Regions from separate parts of the Mus musculus genome. Here all the other regions are linked to region 3. The links are chromatin contacts, called in public promoter capture Hi-C maps. All regions are on one chromosome and are shown on one strand. The core of a region is the stretch at or near the end of the contact, and the rest is flanking DNA. Distances in the headings are between cores, read along the strand shown.

Region 1 (3,325 bases), core at 249-2,748, 3.0 Mb before region 3:
AATTATTTATGAAGAATAAGCCATGATGACAAACTTCATTACTCAATAACATTGGTAAACATTAAAATATTTAAAGAATAATGTAGTACATTATGGTTCATTCTATTTAAATGTCACAATCATAGCAGCCTTTATGCCTGTATTTCTTTGAATTGCTAGAAATTGGTGTGCTGCTCATGCAAGCTGATATTATAGTCATATGACCTAATTAAACATTGGGATTCATATTTTAAATGTATAATTACCAGAGTTGTCATTTTTAAAAACGTAATTACTGCTTTCTACATTAGTAGCAAAACTTGGCATTCCCGTCAACAGGGCTGTGGAAAGTTCCTCCGCAATGTTTGTCTTTTCTTGTTGTAAAGAAACAATGGAAATAATTTTGGTGTGGAAACTCTCTTTAAATATTATTTTCCCGGAACAGATTTCTGTCTTTTAACACTAAGGATTTCTGCTCTCAGAATTGTACAGAGCTGCCTTATGCATTTTGCTGTCATTTGTAATCCATTCATCCTTGTTGATAGAAACACATTTCATTCCAAGCGTTTGGGGAACCCACAGACAGCACCGGTGTGATATGTAAGAGATGCGGCTCGCTTCCATTATTTTAAAACAGAGCCGGCTCAATGATTTGGGGCTTTGGGGAAGAATTCTTCATTCCTGAATTGCTCAGAATCAATCACAACGGCCTCTCCGTTATTTCAATATCGCAAATCCCTTCTGATTAGCCCTCTTTAAAAGAGATGAACTGGCTTCAGGATTGTTTGGCCCTGTTGGAAGCCCTGTCCTGGAGAATGACAGATGATGTAATTAAATTGAATCGTGTGTTTTCCGTAGAAAGAAAGCATGACTTGAGAGCCAATGTGGACGATCCCCTCATTCCTATATTTAGATTGCTCACGTCAACAGGGCAGCAGGCCACTGACCAACAACCGAGGCTCGGGATCACATGAAGCCTTTTTAATTTTTTAAAACAATGGAAAGATTAAAGAAAGAGAAGTAATAGAAAGAAAGAAAGAAAGAAAGAAAGAAAGAAAGAAAGAAAGAAAGGAAGGAAGAAAGAAAGAAAGAAAGAAAGAAAGAAAGAAAGAAAGAAAGAAAGAAAGAAAGAAAGAAAGAAAACGGCCGATGAAATAAATGTCCCCACTTGAAGAGCTATCCTTCACCCCCTGAGTGAAAGAATGCCCCTTTTCCCATTTAGAGGATTGATTTACCCAGAGTGCAATATAGAAACGTCTGCAGAAGCAGTTAAGCTTAGGACCCAAGGAGGAGCCCCGCCAGAAAGTAAGCGCTCCAAGTTCACGGAGGGGCGCCTGCCAAATTCCTCTGTTAGTTTGTAAGTGAAAATACAAATGCGATATTTAGCAAAACTGCTCCTTTGTCTTTTAAATGGGACGTGTAAACTAGAGATTATGCGGGCGAGCCAGATCTTACTTGAGCTCCATCTAGCAGCTAGTAGCAAGGAGGTAAGTCATCGCCGGTTTCTCAACATTTGATCGCACATGTTTACAGGAAGGGCAGAGCTTCTAACCAGTCTCCCCTCCCAGTCTCTCTTAGCTGATTTCCACTTTCACACAGCCAAGCCACAACCGTTGTCTTACACTCTAGCTGTGATGTACTTGGAACAATCTTTGCTCTACTGAGTTGAAAGGGTCCTATTGACACTTCAGCTTTAGAATCTCAGAGAAAACCAGTGTTGCAAAGACCCTCGAAACGGAGATATCAGAAATTCCCTGGAGGGTCTGGAAGGACGCTGAGTTAACAGTGAGGGCTGCATGCACAGCCAGAGTTTGCTCTTTAGCAAGAATGTAAAAAAATCAGGCATAGTCCTGTTTTGTAACCCCAGCACTAGGGAAGTGGAGACAATGGACTCCCTGGGGTCCCCTGGCCAGACAGCCTAGAATAACTGGTGAGCTATTGGCCAAGTCAGCTACCCCATCTCAAAACAGGGTACACAGTGCCTGAGGAAAAACATCTGAGGCTGACCTCTTGCCTGGTCAGCATATGGACATGTGCAACCACAAAACCACATATTCACCCACACACTTAGAATGGCCATTTGGAATGGATAGCGGTGCATTCTTTAGATTGGATTGTTAAATGTAGATATTGAAGCATTTTGTTTGCTCAGTGTTAAGCATTATAATGAGCATAAAGATCGAAAGGCCCATATGAAACGTGGGAGCTTTGTACTCATAGAAGAAAACAATTTAAGGCGAAAATCTATATAGTCCGGATGAATTTGGCTATAATTATCTACTCTGTCCAGAACACTTGTAGATTCAATACAGATGTATTGAAACTGTAATTTCTCTAGAAGTGCATGAGTGCATTTGCATGCACGCACACACACACACACACACACACACACACACACGCGCGCGCGCACACATACATACACAGGCATGCACACATACACATACATAAGCATTAACACACAGATTCATCTTTGAAATTGCACAAATAGGATTACAAATTTTTACTTACATACCTAATAAGTGAAATGTACTTAAAAATATGAAAGTGAACAGAACAATTTTAAGTACACACACAAACACAGACACACACACATACACATAGACACACACACATTCATACAAGAAGCACACAAGACACACACATACACACAGATGTACACATACACACACACACACACACACACACACACACACTCACACAAACACACACACACACCTCAGACTAAACACTGAAGCACTTGTTTTTAGTGTTCACTTTTTTAATGTATCAGCTTCAAATATTCCTGATAAATAGCTTTTTAGTATTAAAACACTAAATGACTAAAATATTATCATTTTGCATATAATTACTATAAAAATACAATAGAAGTTGGTTTCATAATGTCTTTTGAAAAAATAAACCTTTGGAATATTGTAGGACTGTAAATAAAGCACAGCCAAGCTCTTGAACTTCACCGGCGCCTCCTAAGCCGCTCTAGGACTGTGCGTGCTACTCTGCCACCTGGTGGCCGATGTAGGCAGTTACTCAACGTTCTGTTCACCCCTTTCTTGCCCGCTCTCTGTTTTGTAAAACGGGTTAATTAAACTTTCCTCTGACATCATGCCATTCTTGCTGCTGTAGGAGGCATTGATAGTTTCTGCCACTCCAAAGCAACACACAGACAAAACAGGTGGCGTTAGGAGCCTGTTGTTTCCTTTTTGTTGTTGCTGTTGCTTTGGTTTTGAAGAAAGGGTTTCTCTGTGTCGCCCTGACTGTCCGGGAACTCTCTGTAGACCAGGCTGGCTGGCCTCAAACTCAAAGATCTGCCTGCTTCTGTCTCTCGAGTGCTAGAATTAAAGATGCTTGC
Region 2 (3,501 bases), core at 592-3,091, 2.3 Mb after region 3:
GTCAAGGTCATGATGTGTTATCATGGATATAGAAAAGTAACTAAGACTCTATCTGATTTTATGCTTAGGCTTGATGAAGCAGGGACGGTGATATAAAAAGATGATTCTTAAAGGGCCATGAGCCAATTGAAATGAACACTTCAGTTTTAGCAATCCCATTATCCAGTTTCCAGCAGGATCCCTATGGAATAAGGATATCAATTTCTTCCTCCCTTCCCTCCTTTTTCCTTTTCCTTCCTTCTTTTTCTCTCCTCCTCCTCCTCCTCCTCCCTCTTTCTTCTTCTTCCTCTCTCTCTCTCTCTCTCTCTCTCTCACACACACACACACAGCAATTACAATTTGGAAAATCATTATACAGTGAATCACAACTACCCTGTAGTTCCTTCAGAATACTCTTGAAGTTTTGATATAATCTCTAGTGCTCAGGAAGGAAAAGAAAACACATTAAGATTGTAAGCAAATGTTGGACAAGTAACTGAAGGAAGAAGAGGACAGTAAATAGTTCCTCCACAGGAAGATGACAAGAAGCAAGAAATCAGGTATGCTGGTGGCTTTGGAAACCTGTACTGGGAGGCCAGGAGGTACCTTTATAAAGCTAATGTGTGATTTGAGTTGCATTGGCTAAATAGACAGTTTATGAAACATGGAAAAACCAGGCCCTGGAGTTTGGGTCAGCCTTATCAAGAAATCTCTTAAGATCACCACTTTTCCTTGGATGTAGTGTATCAATATAAGTAAATCTCTCAAAGAGCTAACATTCTCTTTCCTCCTCTGCCTTCCATGGGGTTTGAATCTAGGACCTCAGATCAAGTTAAACAAGAGGCCCAGATCACTTTTTAGTTTTTGTTTTGAGATAGGGTCTCTAAAATTATCCAGGTTGGTCGTAAATTACTAATCCTCCTGACTCAGCCTCCTAGTAGCTGTGACCACCCACCTGAAACTCTAACTGGTACTATTTAACATGTATACTACCTACCCAACTAAAGTCCTTTAGGCTTTTTAAATGCAAGCTGTGGGCTTGCTTAAACATTCACTCATTTATTCATTCCACCAAAGTTCATGCAGGGTCTCCTAGTGTGAGAATTTTGTTAGGCACTGAGGGGTGGGGGCAGATACAAAGAGAATTGAACTTGGTCCCAGTCTCCCAGAAATTTACAGCTTAGTAATGGAAACAAATGTGCATTCATAAGACCTTATAGAAGGTGAAAATGTGAGAGCATGATTGGAGGGGATCGACCCTTGGAACATAAAGGTGGTGTAAAAAACCAAAACAAGAATTTTAAAACAAGTCGAGTTTTCAATGAACTTTAAAGCGTTTAGGTAATAGTCAACACCAAGACTGGCAGTCCAGGGTAGAGTAAGGAACAGACGTTTGATTTGTCTGGATAATAAGGCTCTTGAAGGGCCGTGTAATGAGGAATTTAGCGGGTTATAATTCCAGGATAGGGCAAGGCAGAAGGTACCAGAACAGAGACCTTATTTCTTCTCTTTATACTTTGACTTAACTTCATTAGACTCCTTTTTAAAATTCACCTCTTTCCTAGCGTTCAAATGGCTGGTGGTGGGGTGGGTTCAACATGTAAGTTAAGGGTTTGCAAAGAGGCCCATGAGTAACTTAAATCCCATACTTTGGGAACCCGAAAAGGAAACATGGTAGAGACTGCGTATGCCAAGCCCATTTAACAACACCAGCCACCCGACCCCCCTCAAGATGTTAGCTGTTGCCGGGGCAAGCTGCAGGCCAGACCTGAGGGCGGGTAGCCAGAGCTGGCGGGAGCTGAGATCCCTGAACTGGCGGGCCAGGGTTGAGGAAGAGAGGGAGGGAGGGAGGGAGGAAGCGCGAGAGGGAGGGAGGAAGAAAGAGAGGGAGGCGTGTCATGTGATCCGCTTCCCTGCTTCTTTAAGCGTCCACTGGCTGCCGGGCGGCCGCAGTCTCAGCTCTGGGCATCTGGGGAGCCCAAGCGGCTTCGCCCAGGCATCCGCGCGGGCGCCTGCGGTCTGTCCCACCTCCTCTGCTAACGCACCCTTGAAGTTTTGCAGCACCAGGAAAAGAGGGCAAGGAAGAAGGAGAGGGGAAGCGAAAGCATACCCTAAAACATTTACTTAAAGGAGAAAAGAAAGGGGGTCGCAGAAATGGCTGGGGCAATTATAGAAAACATGAGTACCAAGAAGCTCTGCATTGTTGGAGGGATTCTTCTGGTTTTCCAAATCGTTGCCTTTCTGGTGGGAGGCTTGATCGGTAAGTGTGAGAGCTGCAAACTTTCCCCTTTCCCTTTCTTCGGCCCTTCCCTCTTTTGCCTCTTGGGCTACTTGTTACAGTATCGCTGCCTTGCCTCTATGATCTAATTAGTCCGGCTATTGTGCTTAAGAAAGCAGAGCTCCATGGGGCTCCATGGGGCACAATCCAGTCTAGTGGCAAAGAGAAAAGGAGGGGAAAAGTTTTGGCCTAGTTTCAGTATCCACTTGAAAGGCAGGAGGGGGTGGGGGTGGATCTTAAGCATGGCGACGGATCGCGAGGAAGTGCTGGGTCGCAAAGTTGATTGCTCCCCGTGCTCTTTCCCTCGCCCGCCCCCCTTTCCCTCTCGGTTCCCTTCCAATCAGCACCGGGAGGGCAACGTAATCGACTTTATTAGGAATAACAGGGGAGTCGGGAGCTAAGCCCTGTGCCAGCCGCGAGCTGTTACTGGCTGTGGCTTGTGTAAATGCATTAGGTTGTCTCGGCGAGGGACTAGAGCTGGTTTTAGGGTCTCAACCTTTAAGCCCTTGGCTTCCATGCCGCCACCCCACCCATCTCTGGCGGTGGACTTGTTTGAACTGAGGACTCATAGAGTGGTTTGGGAGAGTCCTGGCCCTCTCAGCACGAACTTGGAGAGGGCGTAGGAGAAAGCCTGTCTGAAAGGTGTTGCTTTTGCCTCTTGTCCCCTCTGCCATCTCCCCTCCCCCTCTGCTTTGAGCCCCAAGATCCAGTGAGTCTGAAGCCTGAGGTCCTCCCCTGGCGCCAGGAGGATGTTTCCTGCTCCCTCCTGGGCTGCCCTCAGGTGACAGCTCCCAGGCGCCAGGGAGACTTTCTCAGTGCGCACCAAAAAAAAAAAAAAAAAAAAAGGCTTCGAACGTAACTGACCTTCTGCCTTAGGATCCACTCGGAAAACTCAACTTACTCCTACTGTCTTTTCCACCTCATGTCCCTTTCTCCTCAAGGTTCCGGACATCCTTGGACAAACTTCAGTGCCAACTTCGGAGCGGGCGCTGCTGGGCAGCTTAGCTTCCTTGGGGCTGGCTGTTGCTCTTGGCTGGGTGGAAGAGCTCAAGCAGGGGTCTGTGCTTCTTGAGGGAGTCCCTGGGCAGCGCAGGAGCTCCCTTGAGGGGGTGAGAGTAGTGGGTACGGTGTTTTTCCTATAGACTAGGGTGTGTTGGGTTAGCATTCCAGAGTGTCTGGTAATGGCAATCTTTGTAACACCAGGCTAAGTGTTTTAAACAAAGGAGAGGAGAAGCTTCAAGAAG
Region 3 (3,672 bases), core at 397-2,896:
AATTAAAAGTACTGCTAAGATACCAAAACAATTCACGTGTTTGTGTGAAGGACAGATAGCAAGATCAAGATAGCAGGGGATGGAGAGTTGGCTCAGTGGTTAAGAGCACTGACTGCTTTTCCAGAGGTCCAGAGTTTGACTCCCAGCACCCACATGCTGATTTCACAACCATCTGTAACTCTAGTTCCAGGGGATCCACACCTTCTCCTGGCCTCTGAGGGCACCCAGCATACATATGGTGCACAGACATACATGTAGACAAAACACCCACACACATAAAAGCACAGCTAATACTCAGCGGTGCCAACTGATATAGAACCATTACTCACACGCAAGACTGAGCCTGTGATGCCAACCCCAGGATTGCTTGCTAAAAGAAAATAAAAATTCCACATTACCCAAGATAAAAATCCAGGAAAAAATCAGTGATTATACAATATGAAATAACTGGGAAGGTGTGGACAATTATCAGAATAAAATACATCCAAGAGCTTTCAAGTGAGATGATCAAGATGAATATAAGTATCAAAAGTGTTAGACATTAAAACCAAAGCAGTTTAATGATTTTTTTTTCTCCTGGATAAGAGCTATATGCGAGAAATATAAATGCCAGAACCCGTGTGCACAAATGTTCACGAGAGTTGATCAACAATGCCAAAACATAGATTTGGGTGTTAACTGTAAGAATATTTGCAAGAATATTTGCATGGGGGAGGGGGGAGCTAGAGAGATGGCTCAGTGGTTAAGAGCAGTGATTGCTCTTCCAGAGGTCCTGAGTTCAGTTCTCAGCAACCACATGGTGGCTTACAACCATCTGTAATGGGATCGGATGCTCTCTTCTGGTGTGTCTGAAGACAGCTACAGTGTACTCCTATAAATAAAATAAATAATCTTTTAAAAAGAATACTTGAATGCACGTTGTGACAAAGTGCAGGGTTTGGGGCTTAACTGTCACAAGAAAGAATTGTGAATATGCATGACTGAAATAAAAGTGAGCTACATGCAACTAACTGCAAACTCAGAAACTACGCGGAACTAAAAGCAACCCTCTGTCACAGTAAATTGTACCATTTCTCACTTTAAAAAATAAGCATACAGTATATGAACTAAATCTTTTATAAAGAACGAGAATAAACCCAAAGGGCCAGTGTTAAATCTGGGGAAAGGTAGTGAGTTGGGGTCAGAATTGTATCAATACTATTTCCTATTTCTAAAACCTTGGGGTGGCTCCTCTGTGTACAGGGCTTATCTCTCACACATATTAAATATTTTTAAAGCTAAGTTTTTAAGCAACAGCCCAAGAAGGAGAGATATCTCCCTTCATTAATATGACTTTTCCATCCAAATACTAAGCAGCCTAACTACACAAGCCAGGTGGAGCTAAAAGTGAGACCCTATGTTCTCACAGGAAAAAAAGTTTATCTTTTTGACGTGGCCTACAGAAGCCTGACAGAGGTTCCAAGTGGTATGTATGAAACAGTAATGTCCGGGGCAACCTGGTTTAATCCTCAGTCTCTGTCCAAAAATAAAAATAAAGTATCTTCTCCAAAGACTCGAGCCTCCCACCTTATTGCTCGCCCCAGTAAACCCTAGGCAACGCGCAAGCCCGTGGGCTATCGAGCCGCGCCGAGTCACTTCCGCCTCTGCGCCCTAGCCCCGCCCCGGAAACGGAAGCGCCTTTCTCTAGGGTCCTTCGGCCTGCGGAGAACTCGGCTGCGATGGCCGCCGGGCCGGGCTGTCCTCACAACGCCTGCTCAGGAGCTCGGTAAGGCCGAAGCGAAGCAGAGCCTCAGGACGGGCTGCTGGCTCCTGGGCGTCGTCTCCGCACCGCTGCTCCAGGCTCGCGGTCCGGCGGTGTGAGTTCTCCCCCACCCCAGGGAAGGGCGGGTCCGGCGGCGCGAGGACAGCCCGGCGCGAGGCCCCCGCGGCTCCGGTGGGGACGTCGCTGCGGGCGGCACTGCTGCTGGCGTCCAAGATGTCGACCAAGAATTTCCGAGTCAGTGACGGGGACTGGATCTGCCCTGACAAGAAGTGAGCGTGGCGGGATACCGTGGGACCTGGGGTGGCCGGGAGGTCCCTGTGAGGGCGGCGACGGGGTCGCGGCCTTTGTGGGGACGGCGGGGCGGTCGCTGCCGGCCTTGAGCGGTCGCGGGCGGCCCGCACGTGACCCCGCGCGGAGCTGAGCTCACGGTTCAGTGGCCCTGCTCCGAGCTCTGCCGGGGCCGCTCGCTGTCCCTCCCTCCCTCCGTCCCTCGCTCCCTCCCTGCGGCCGCCGTGCTTTCGGGCCTGCGATCCGTCCCCAGTGACTTGGCTTTTCTCATCCTCCTGCCGAGAGGCAGGAGGCCTGGGCACGTACGTGGCCGGGAAGCCGGTGTGCTCCGCTTATGGCCACAGAGATCGTTCTGAATAGGTGTCCCTATTTTTAAAGAAAAGTGATGTACCAGCTCGTGTTCTTGGAAAGCCAGAGTCAGAGCTGAAGGAAACCCGGGTTTACTCTTCTGTCTACTGCAGAGCGTCTAGCCTGAAGTACCTTTGCTAGAAAATACATTGCTCGACTACAGTTAACACCGAAATAACATGGGCAGTGTGTGGAGAGCAAGGAAATGATGTCACTCAGATCCACTTGGTTGGTATCAGACTGATATCAGGCTAAGCATACCAAGTCAGCAGACTAGAACCGAGATCCTCTTGGACTGTCACTGCAGGAACTGTGTGACACTTTGGAACCCTTCAGAGATTAAGACACCAGCCTCTCTGCCTTCTGTGTGACTCGTAGAAAACTGTGCTCTTGTGTTCTTACTGAAAGCACCCATGTATATTTTGGGAGGACCCTTCATTCAAAGTCCTGTACACCTAAACTCGGCAGAAACTAAATGTTATTTGTACTGAATATGTAAATCAAGGAGACAGTTTTCAGAATATATTTTCAGTTTTACTTGGAACGTGTGTATTTTTTTTTAACAGAAAAAGGGACCTTAAAGTTGTCTGGAGCCATTCAGTTTAGTGTTACACTTCCTTTCACTATTTTATCTCATTCATTGTTTTTTAATAGGGTGGTGGATTCTTTGTCGTTACTTATTTAAGCTTTAAATTGGAGTATCTAACTGCTTTAACAAATACTAAAGTAGTGCAAGTGTGTGAAAACTTAACTAGTTAATGTCATAAGGTTACACTTTTTTCTGTTGGTTGTGGTTTTGTTTTCTGTTCTTTAGTTTTAGATTTGATAAATACTATAATACTCAAATTTCTTTACAATTTAATTCTGTCTTTAGTTAATATATCAGTCTTTTCCTTATCATCGCACTTCCTACCTCTCAAAGAATGTTTCATCAATTCTCTGGAGTCCTTCTGTAACTGTTCATTCCTGATGGATCCATCCCTAGGATTTTGTGATTAATCTTTTCCTTTTAGACAGAGTTTCTCTATGGAACTCACAGAGATCTGTTTGCCTCTAGCTCACAAGTGCTGTAATTAAAGGCTTGTGCCACCACTGCCCAGCTTGAATTTTATGCTTCTAAAACTCATCACATTTATTACTTGTAACAAACAAGATGAAAGTTGATATTCCTTTTTTTTTTTTTAACTCTCTCTGGTATCTTGTCTAATTGTTATAGAAGAGTCTGACACTTTGGAACAAGAGACTTTTATGTAACTAATGATATACACCAGTCT

Evidence for each region. Promoter capture Hi-C pulls out the DNA fragments that hold promoters and counts their contacts.
Region 1: a contact with region 3 is called in a promoter capture Hi-C map of hippocampal neurons, with 7 times the contacts expected there. The contact joins the enhancer-like site here to the promoter of 4930592C13Rik in region 3. A contact is called at or near these places in 9 of 39 promoter capture datasets (the 3T3-L1 cell line, cranial neural crest, hippocampal neurons and 6 more) and 4 of 115 datasets of contacts at active chromatin or transcription factors (differentiating embryonic stem cells, embryonic forebrain, embryonic stem cells and 1 more).
Region 2: a promoter capture Hi-C map of liver shows a contact between it and region 3, with 2.9 times the contacts expected there. The contact joins the promoter of Wls here to the promoter of 4930592C13Rik in region 3. A contact is called at or near these places in 7 of 39 promoter capture datasets (the 3T3-L1 cell line, 3T3-L1-derived adipocytes, hematopoietic stem and progenitor cells and 4 more), 3 of 115 datasets of contacts at active chromatin or transcription factors (epiblast stem cells, extraembryonic endoderm stem cells and large pre-B cells) and 1 of 9 other capture datasets (adipose tissue).

What each region holds. Positions count from the first base shown.
Region 1 is chr3:154,569,538-154,572,862 of GRCm38.p6, forward strand. No RefSeq gene overlaps it. Among named protein-coding and RNA genes, the nearest start is that of Gm40186, 4.1 kb to the left of the region's middle. Within about 2 kb of position 1,499, at least 27 of the 459 cell types and tissues checked have an H3K27ac peak or open chromatin away from gene starts, as enhancers often do.
Region 2 is chr3:159,837,809-159,841,309 of GRCm38.p6, forward strand. It overlaps Wls (wntless WNT ligand secretion mediator), which reads left to right and starts at 1,842. Exons shown (of 12, transcript NM_026582.5): 1 at 1,842-2,239. The coding sequence starts at 2,134.
Region 3 is chr3:157,532,444-157,536,115 of GRCm38.p6, forward strand. 4930592C13Rik (RIKEN cDNA 4930592C13 gene) reads right to left here and starts at 1,647. Exons shown (of 2, transcript NR_152231.1): 1 at 1,567-1,647. It overlaps Zranb2 (zinc finger, RAN-binding domain containing 2), which reads left to right and starts at 1,722. Exons shown (of 10, transcript NM_017381.3): 1 at 1,722-2,031. The coding sequence starts at 1,976.